Linked DNA regions of Xenopus laevis: region 1 is linked to region 2. A link is a contact called in public Hi-C data. All regions are on one chromosome and are shown on one strand. Each heading gives the region's core, a stretch centred on a gene start, on an enhancer-like site or on the middle of the called end of the contact. The rest is flanking DNA. Distances are from core to core; before and after follow the strand shown. Region 1 holds the start of LOC108698255 (serine/threonine-protein kinase Nek6). Region 2 holds the start of ercc6l.L (DNA excision repair protein ERCC-6-like).

Region 1 (4,722 bases), core at 468-2,967, 330 kb before region 2:
GAGTCCCCACTTATGTGGCAGTTGCTTCAAAGTCCTGAGCAGAAAGCCCTAAGATGAGCATGCTTTGCTCTTCAGACCCCTGAGAAGGAACCCCTTTCCTTCAGCACCCTAAAGAGAGTGTGCTGCACTTAGGGATCCCTAATGATTTTCCCAAACAGAAAACTCTGGGAGTTTGCAGCACCTTACTTGTACAGGTATAGGATCCCTTATCTGGAAACCCAATATCCAGAAAGCTCCGAATTACAGAATGGCTGTCTCCCATAGACTCCATTTTATTCAAATAATCCAAATTTTTTAAAATGATTTGCTTTTTCTCTGTAATAATAAAACAGTAGCTTGTACTTGATCCCAACTGAGATATAATTAATCCTTATTGGAAGCAAAACCAGCCTATTGGGTTTATTTAATGCTTAAATGAATTTCTAGTCGACTTAAGGCATGGAGACCCAAATTGCGGAAAGATCCGTTATCCGGAAAACCCCAGGTCCCAAGCATTCTGGATAACAGGGTCCCATACCAGTACTGTAGTCATGTGCGGGTCAGGGTTTTCCTGAGCCGCACTGGACCCTAACCCGTCCTGCTCCAGCCCGTGCCTGTCCTTTTATAGACCCGCCCGCCAATGACATCACAAAAGGGGCGGGGCGAGCAGACGCGAGGCTATAAAACTGGAACCCGGCATTTGAAGGTGGCGGGCGGGGAGAGCAAGAGAAGAGCTCCACCCGCGAGAAGCAGTGCAAGGTCGACCAGAACCCGTGGGTATCGGGACGACCCGCACATCACTACTGTACTGCTTCTCTCTCCCAGCACTTCCTGGGTGGGGCTGCTGCTCCTCCTCCTCCTTGCGCAGAAACAATACAGAGAAAAGAAAAGTGTACACAGCTCCCCTACCACTGCATGGGAGATAACACTGTTCAATAGTGAGAAAGTATCTCTTCACCAGCCACCTGCACCTTCCACTGAGCAGCTACATGTTACTGGGCCCACAGCTACCTCATTTTAGGGCCCCTAAATAAATCAGCTTCTGTACCAGCTGCCCCCAGCAGTCATGATCTGCTTTCTCTACATTGAGGTCAATAGTGCGTGACAGGGCTCAAAAGAGCCAGTGTGTATTCAGAGTGTGTATTCAGAGGCAGTCTAGTATACGGCTTTATAGGGAGGAAGGGAAGAGGATACAGCTGCACCTAAAGCCTCACTGTGTCATGCCAAGAAGAGATGCTTCCCGGCCGCCCCACCCCCATAACAAACAGCAGCGACGACGTAAACAAGTTACAGAGCTGTGTGCCGAGAACGACACGATCTGAAAGCAAATATGCTTTATTACACACATACGCTGCCCAAAGTTACACACACACACAGCACAACTTCTGATTATAGTTCCCTCCAATCCCATCGCACAAGGCCCTTTGAAATAAAGTCCATTGCGCCAGTAATCAAATTAGAGCAAAACCCCCCAATCAGTACCTGCTCCCCGCGATTCAGTGTTGCTGCTGTGTGATTATAGGGATGGTGCCTCGCTGTGTATTCCCCTCAGTCTGGAATATAGTCCCCGCCGCCTCTAACTGCTGTTCATTCCCCGGATCAGGTTACGGCAGGCGTCCCGGGGCTGTGTTCTATCTCCAGGGAAACCGAGGATTCTCATGCTCCGAAAGGCTGCGCTGCCAAAGAGGCCTGTGTACTGGAAAGTGTCAGACATTACACACAGACACGCTCACCAACTGGCCCCAGACTGGTTTTATACACACATTATGTATTATCTACATCAGAGGTGTTTTGATTTCACATATAAATAATAATAGGAGGAAAAGTCATTTTCATGAGGAAAAGCCATGTTCAACTTCAAGGTGTTCATGGGTCCAGAGTATAGTCATTAGATTCCCCATACTGTCCAATATCTTGAAGCAGCTGAACTGTTTTTTTTTTTTACAGGTCTTTAAAAAAAAAAGCCAAAACTTTTGAACTATATAAGAACAGGGCTGGGGATCCTCTTCTTTAATAAATACATTCTCTTGTGATCTAAATATGATTTTATTTAGTACTGTATTGCATTATTATATTGCTTTTATTTTCTTATTTACTTTATTTGCTTACTTTACTATTTTCAATTTGACTTATGTAACATACACAGTGTCGGACTGGGACAACAGGGGCCCACCCAAAAACCATAGACATGGGGCCCCCCAAAAACCTTAGACCAGGGTCCCACCCAAAAACCTTAGACCAGGGGCCCACCCAAAAACCTTAGACCAGGGGCCCACTCAAAAACCATAGACCAGGGGCCCACTCAAAAATCATAGACCAGGGGCCCACCCAAAAACCTTAGACAAGGGGCCCACCCAAAAACCGTAGACCAGGGGCCCACTCTCAGTACTATTATTCTTCCTCACTCAACCTCTATTCTCCTAGTGTCTTTTCTTTACATATTATAATCTATTATTTAATCTATTTCACCTTTTGAAATAGGCCAAATGTTTAGAAGAATGAGGGCCCACTGACACCTAGGGTTGCCACCTGGCCGATATTTTACCGGCCTGGCTGGTAAAAATGATGGTTGATCCCAATGTTATTAATAGGGAAAAAAGATAAATATATAGAAAGGCCTGTATTTTTTTCCAGAAAAGGTGGCAACCCTACTGACACCTAGGCCCACCGGAAGTTTTCCTGGTATCCCGGTGGGTCAGTCCGACATTGAACATACAACTGTTATAAATAAAGAGTTATAAGAAAAAAATACATTCTCTGTTCTGCATAGTTAGATGTGCTGCCAGGCCCAGAGCAGGAGATAGGCCACTGAGGGGTGCCTAACAAATTGGCAGTGCCAGAGATAGTTGGTTTTGTTCGCCTACATCACCTGCAGTTAGGGTTGCCACCTTTTCTGGAAAAAAATACTGGCCTTCCTATATATTTACCTTTTTTCCCCTATTAATAACATATGGTACAACCATAATTTTTAACGGCCAGGCCGGTAAAATACCGGTCAGGTGGCAACCGTACCTGCAGTGAGAATCCCAGGGGGTGACTATGGTTTCCATAATTACTGGAAAAAAACACTTTCTCCCTATTATGCAATGAAAGTCACCATTTAAAATAAAAATACATAAAAGAATTAGAAATATACTGTCCAGGTGGCAATGCTAAGGGTGACTGAAAAATATTTAATTTAAACAGTGTCCTTTGTATTAATATGCTGAATAAAGAAAAGAATATATGTCAATGAGGTAACCTTCTGTACAGCTGGAAGGGGCACCCCTACAAAAAAGCTAGCATAATGTAAGGTAGTAAAGTCTGGGCATCAGGCATGGTGTAACCCCAGTTCTAGTTGGTACCAGCAACTCAGATGACCCAGTGTTAAACAGAGCTTTGATACAAATGTTTTCTAAAAGGAATTACAACAAAGTGTGTCTAGCTCAGTGGGTGAAAAGCATAAAGCACTAGAAGATTATCACTATTCCACATTGTCGTTATTTTCCGTTCAGTGTTTCTTTCCCTGGAAGGGTTAACATGAGAACTGTCTAGAGACTTGTATCAATTTTGGGTCATTTGTGGGGCAGCAGAGGGTAGGCCACAATCACTCTGCTGCTCAGGAGAGACTGTTGAATTCCATGGAGAGGTTTTATCAGGCTTGTAAGAAATATGGGTGAGTGCTTTCTTATAGACTGTGCTTAATATCACACTTACCTGCACTGTATGAGTGTTTGTTGCATTTGTATGCTTATTTGACCCCACTTTTCAGCTCTGGTTGACCTACATCTTCCATAGTCTTTGCCATTCAGCAGCTAGAGAGCGAAATGATGAAACTTTATAGTTTTTTACAGGTTTAAGGCCCCTGCCTTCCTGTGTTGCCCCAGGGCCCTTCTTCTGGAATTACATCCCTAATCCACATCCACAACACTGTTTATTATGAATATAAATGCACTTTCTAAAAAGTTATAGTTATGTGTAAATTGGTGTACTACTTAGCTGTTATTTCTCCAGGCTTAACCAGAAAGACTAAGACCAGGGCCAGTTTTAAAGATTTACCGGCAAAGTAAGTGAGGAAAAAATATAGAATTACTGAAATTAGCTCTTAGTACAAATTGATCAGTCAGAAATTATTTTTTTCTGACTTTTTTTTATTAGATGGGAGTGTTCACTTTCCCCAGGTATATACATGAACATCCCCTGATCCAAACCAGTCCGTACGCCCCTCACAGCCACCTACTGAAGGGACACCCTTGACAACCCGGCCCTATCCTCAACAATCACTACCACTTTAACTCCAGCGATGAATCTCTGCTTCTGCAGGCAACTAATCTCCTGTAAAAGCATTCCCACCGGCAATAACGTGAATCGCTGGTGGTAAAAAATATGTGTTGCTTCAGTCTCCCAAAAACTGCTTGAAATTGCCTCAAGAGGAAACTTCAAGCGATTGTGAAAGACTGAAGCCAAATGTGAGTTCTACCACCAGTGATTCACATTATTGCCGATGAGAAATGATTAGTAGCCTGCAGAAGCAGAGATTTATCACTGGTGATAAATCTCCTGGTGTGCCATTGCCCTAAGGCCTCAAGCACATGGGCAGATTTGGGGAGATTTAGTCGCCTTTGCGACTAATGGCGTATTCTGCGGGGAGACAATCTCCCTGAACTGCCTTCGCCGTGCCTGCCGCCTGCTTTAATGACAAAATGCTAGTGCCAATGCACTTGCGGTGCTTCGATTTTTGAAGTCGCCCGAAGTTTCGAGGCA
Region 2 (4,943 bases), core at 22-2,521:
AACCCAGTGAATTAGCGTTGTCTGAGCGAATTTTGGACTTGCGAAGTGTAGCGATCTGTGCAAAGCAGTCGCTGCTGAATTTTTGCCCTCAAGTAAATCTGCCCCCATGTTCTCTGCTATGAGGTAGATTACTACATTGAAACTGAGGGACAGGGAAACTATTTGTCAGTTCCCTGTAAATAAGATACAAAACAACTTGTCAAGTGTACATAAAGGCTCTTACTGATGAGCGGTTGAAGCTGCGCTCCCCTGCATTACGTTTTTCTGCATTCAGCTGCAGGGGAGCGCAGGAATAGACGCATTTAGCTTTTTTCAATGGGGCTGTACTCACACAGGCGCGTGTAGGCGCCAAACGCAGGAAAAATGCAGCATGTTGCGTCTCAACCTGCGTTTGTGCTTACACGCACCTTTGTGAGTACAGCCCCATAGAAAAAAGCTAAATGCGTCTATTCCTGCTCTCCCCTGCGGCTGAACGCAAAAAAACGGAACGCAGGGGAGCGCAGCTTCAAGCGCTCGTCAGTAAGAGCCCTTAATCCGTTCAGCCATTAGCCATGCAGGCTGTGGATTCCATGTGTTCGGTTTTAGGGGGTGAGGTGGAAACCCTAATACAGCACCATATATTATTCATTATTGACACATTATAGGGGTCTATGGGTCTCCTTTAAAACCACTGGTATCTTGCTTTTTTAATTAAGGGTCACCACCAGAAATATTAATGCCACGAAACCGGCAGCCTCTTACAGCTGAATCTTTGTAAATACCACCTGGACCGACATATTGCTGTTTTCGGCCCAGAAATGGCTTGTAAACCATGTGGCCTGGTTAAGAGAGTCTTCGCACTGATCAGGGCCATATGCTGCCATTAAATTAGTTATGACACGTTCAGTGCAATTGCTTCAGAGAACTAGGCTGCCCCTACTACCTCACATTTCAGTCCTTGCTTCAGGCTCTGAGGAGAGCGCACAAACAACGGTAGAACCTAAATAAAGCTAATCTACGTCTTTAACGCGCAGCGCCAACCCATGTTACACCCTCCATTCCCACAGTGGCTGTAGGACTACAGTTCCCAGCATTCTTCAGAAGCCGGGTAAGTTTTGTGACGAGTTGTAGCTGTACCACATGATTTCTCATAAGCGAGGGCTGAGTCTGACCAGCTTTTGTAATTACGTCATGCGCCGCGTACACATGGAACGCAGCCCGCCCGCCTTCTCCGCGCTGCATTCTGGGTAACCAATTTAATCTTGACCGGCTCTTGTAGTTACGTCATGCGCCGCGTACACATGGAACGCAGTCAGTCTGCCCCGCCTTCTCCGCGCTGCATTCTGGGTAACCAATTTGAAGGCGAAGCGGGCTTTTGTTATTTGCTTCTTTGCCGCTTAGTCGTTCCTGGCATTTCCAGTCATGGAAACGGAGGAAAGGTCGTTGACTGGCTCCAATCATCCGGAAGATCAGTCCAGGAGCCAAGTGGACCCTGAGCAAGCAGAGAGATATGAACTGTAAGTAGTTAGTGGAAATGTGTGTCAGTGCCCAGGCCCCTATAGAAATGGAAATGCGCACAGACATGGGGGTGGTCATTATTGATACCCTTTGAAAATGGAAATTTGCTGCTGCTATTATGTGTGGCTTATATATATATATATATATATATATATATATATATATATATATATATATATATATATTGTGCCCAACTTGCAGTATCCCTTCATTTTATCATAAGAGCTCGATTATTATATACCCATCAAGGAGCAAAGCCTTATTGATTTTATGTGTAAAGGGGAGGTTCGCTCTTAAAGTAACTTTTCATATACAGCGCTGCAAAATATGTTGGCGCTATATAAATACACGTTAATAATAATATGCTGTAGATGGATCTATGCCAACAACCTGTCAATGGGTCCAGATAGCAGCTCAGAGTAAAAAGAAATTAAGATAAATTGCAGATTGTCTGCGAATAATACCCTTTACATCATACTTAAATTTATTGTAATGGCATGGCCATATTTTGGAGATTTCTGGATAACTGATTTGTAAATCGTAGTTCTCTCAAATCTGTGTGTAGCAATAATTATATTGGTGGTCATGGAGCATAATGTAATATTAAGTATAAGGCTGTAGGCCAGGTTCTTTTAAGGATCATGCCACACAGGGCATATTCTCTGCAGGCATCTGTCAGCTGGCTGAGAAGAACCCAATTGTGGCCTACAGCCTGTCATTTGCATGAATGAAATCAAATCAAGTAATTAAACAGCAGGGTTTAATTGGAAACTAATTAGAGGGATGCTGTCATCAAAATGCATGTTGTTTACATTGACATGACTTCACGTTAAACAAGTGGGTATTATTGTGGGTCTTTCACCTTGTATGTGTACTATCAATTATAGTGTCTGCATCACTTCCCACAGCATCACTCTCCCTGTCGGATATAATAATTGCTGCCACACTTCTTTTCTCCAGCTGTTGTTAGTCTAAAAGCAGTGATCCCCAAACTATGGCACGCGAGCAACATGTTGCTCTCAGTGGCCTCAATGCAGGTGCTTATTTTGAATTCCTGGCTCAGAGGCAATGCAAAACAGATGGACTGCCAAACAGAGCCTCCTGTAGGCTACCAGTCCAAATAGGGGCTATGAGATAGCCAGTTGCAGCCCTTATTTGGCACCCAGGTACTTTATTCATGCTTGTAATGCTCACAAAATCTTTTTACATTTGCGTGTGGCTCACGGATAACAAAGTTTAGGGACCCCTGGTCTTAACGTCACAACTTATTGCACAAGAAAAGCCTAGGCTAGAACACATGCTGCTTATTAGAGTCTTTGTTGTGCTTGTGTCCGATCAAAAACATGGAGTCTGCTAACAGGGAACCAGCAATTTCAGTACTTGATTATATTTGATTTAGCTTCAAAAATGTGTCTCTTTCCAAAATATTAATAGGGGTCATTTGCATAAACCTTGGGCAAATGTTCAAGAGCTCAATCCTTACTGCTTATTAAAGGAGCACTTCTGCCCCATGTCTAATCTGACGTGAGGTGCAGAGCACAGCATAAGCAGGTAAAGGCTAGCTATAGAGCAGGTCGTAACGATAGGACCTGCATCTGCGGCTACTCCCTAATTGCTCATCTGAATGATTCCAGCCCCACAGGGGGCTGTGAGATAGGTATGTGCCTCCCCTCTCCCACCCTTCAGCACTGCTGTATGCAGTCAGTGCTGTATTCATGGGGATGGCCGTAGGTCTCTGAAACAGACTGCACCGTTTGAAAAGAAAACCTTGTATTGGGCTAAATTAGCCACTGTGCCACTGATTTACATGGGAACTTGTTAACATGAAAAAATGCCATTTACAGTTTCTTGATTTCTGAATTGCTCAGTTAAAAATCATGTTTATTTCTCTTTTGAGGTCAGACCCTTCCTGTAAAATACATTTATAATTCCCAGTGTACCAATATTTGTATAGCTGTTGAGCACAAAAAAAGCCCAAAACGTTTCACTAGGACGTTTCCAATTTGTGGTGTAAACAAATAAAATCTGAACTGTTTTAACCATTTCATTCTGTTTTTCTACAGTTATGTGAAGAAAGCAAAACAGGAAGCCAAGAGTGGAAACCTCTCAAAATCAATTGAGTTTTTCCTCAAAGCACGTGAAATTCATCCCAGTGAAAAGATAAACAGTCGCATAGAGAAACTGCAAGAGGCGCTTCAACAACTGGAGCTGCAAGAAGAACAAGATGATGAATTTATTGATGTTTTAAACAGCGGCTTCATGATTTATAATGAATTGTACAATAAGCTTTTTGAACATCAAAAAGAAGGCGTGGCATTTCTCTATAGTTTGTACCGTGATGGCCGAAAAGGAGGGATACTGGCCGATGACATGGGCTTGGGCAAGACTATACAAGTTATTGCTTTTCTTTCTGGGATGTTTGATGCTGAGCTCACAAAATGTGCTCTGCTGGTTATGCCTACCACCCTAATCAGTAATTGGATGAAGGAGTTTATGAAATGGACCCCAGGGATGAGAGTAGCAGAATTTCATGGTGCCAGTAAGAAGGAAAGAACAAGAAACCTTGAAAAAATTCAAAGAAAGGGCGGCATTATAATTACCACTTACCAAATGCTGATAAATAACTGGCAGCAACTGTCTAGTTACAATGAAAGAGAATTTGAGTGGGACTATATCATTCTAGATGAAGCTCACAAAATCAAAACCTCCTCCACAAAAACAGCCAAATCTTGCCATTCGATCCCTGCAAAAAACCGTATCCTTTTAACAGGCACCCCCATCCAGAACAACCTTCGTGAAATGTGGGCATTGTACGATTTTGCCTGTCAAGGGACATTACTTGGAACTTCAAAAACCTTTAAAATGGAGTATGAAAACCCAATAACTCGTGCTAGAGAGAAAGATGCCACACCTGGCGAAAAGGCACTTGGGCTTAAAATTTCTGAAAACCTTATGAAAATTATACAGCCGTATTTTCTTCGTCGTACAAAGAGCGAAGTACAACATAAAAAAACATCTGGACAGCCTACCAGAGAGCAGGACAAGAGTCGAGGCCCCTCCATGCCGTCCCTGACGAGAAAAAATGACTTTATTGTGTGGGTGTATTTGTCTACAATACAGGAGGAGGTATATCGAAAGTTTATATCTCTAGACCAAATTAAGGAATTGCTCATGACTACTCGATCTCCTCTAGCTGAGCTAACTATTCTAAAAAAGCTGTGTGACCATCCCAGACTGTTGTCTGCTAGAGCATGTATTCAACTTGGACTAGAAGGAGATGATTACCATTCCAATGAAGAAGGTGACCATGAAGCAGTGACAAAGTTTGATCATCTTTCTGATGAGATTTTGATTGAGGAATCTGGAAAGCTAATGCTTTTGATAGATCTTTTGCATAAACTAAGAGACGAAGGTCACCGTACCCTAGTTTTTTCTCAGTCAAGAAA

What was found. Hi-C and Micro-C count contacts between places; a contact is called where the count stands out from the background.
Region 1: a contact with region 2 is called in a Hi-C map of the XL177 cell line, with 9 times the contacts expected there. The contact joins the promoter of LOC108698255 here to the promoter of ercc6l.L in region 2. A contact is called at or near these places in 2 of 4 Hi-C or Micro-C datasets (the XL177 cell line and the XTC cell line).

Annotation. Positions count from the first base shown.
Region 1 is chr8L:27,923,801-27,928,522 of Xenopus_laevis_v10.1, reverse strand. LOC108698255 (serine/threonine-protein kinase Nek6) reads right to left here and starts at 1,717. Exons shown (of 4, transcript XM_018229605.2): 1 at 1,462-1,717.
Region 2 is chr8L:27,592,758-27,597,700 of Xenopus_laevis_v10.1, reverse strand. It overlaps ercc6l.L (DNA excision repair protein ERCC-6-like), which reads left to right and starts at 1,271. Exons shown (of 2, transcript XM_018229606.2): 1 at 1,271-1,496; 2 at 3,561-4,943. The coding sequence starts at 1,402.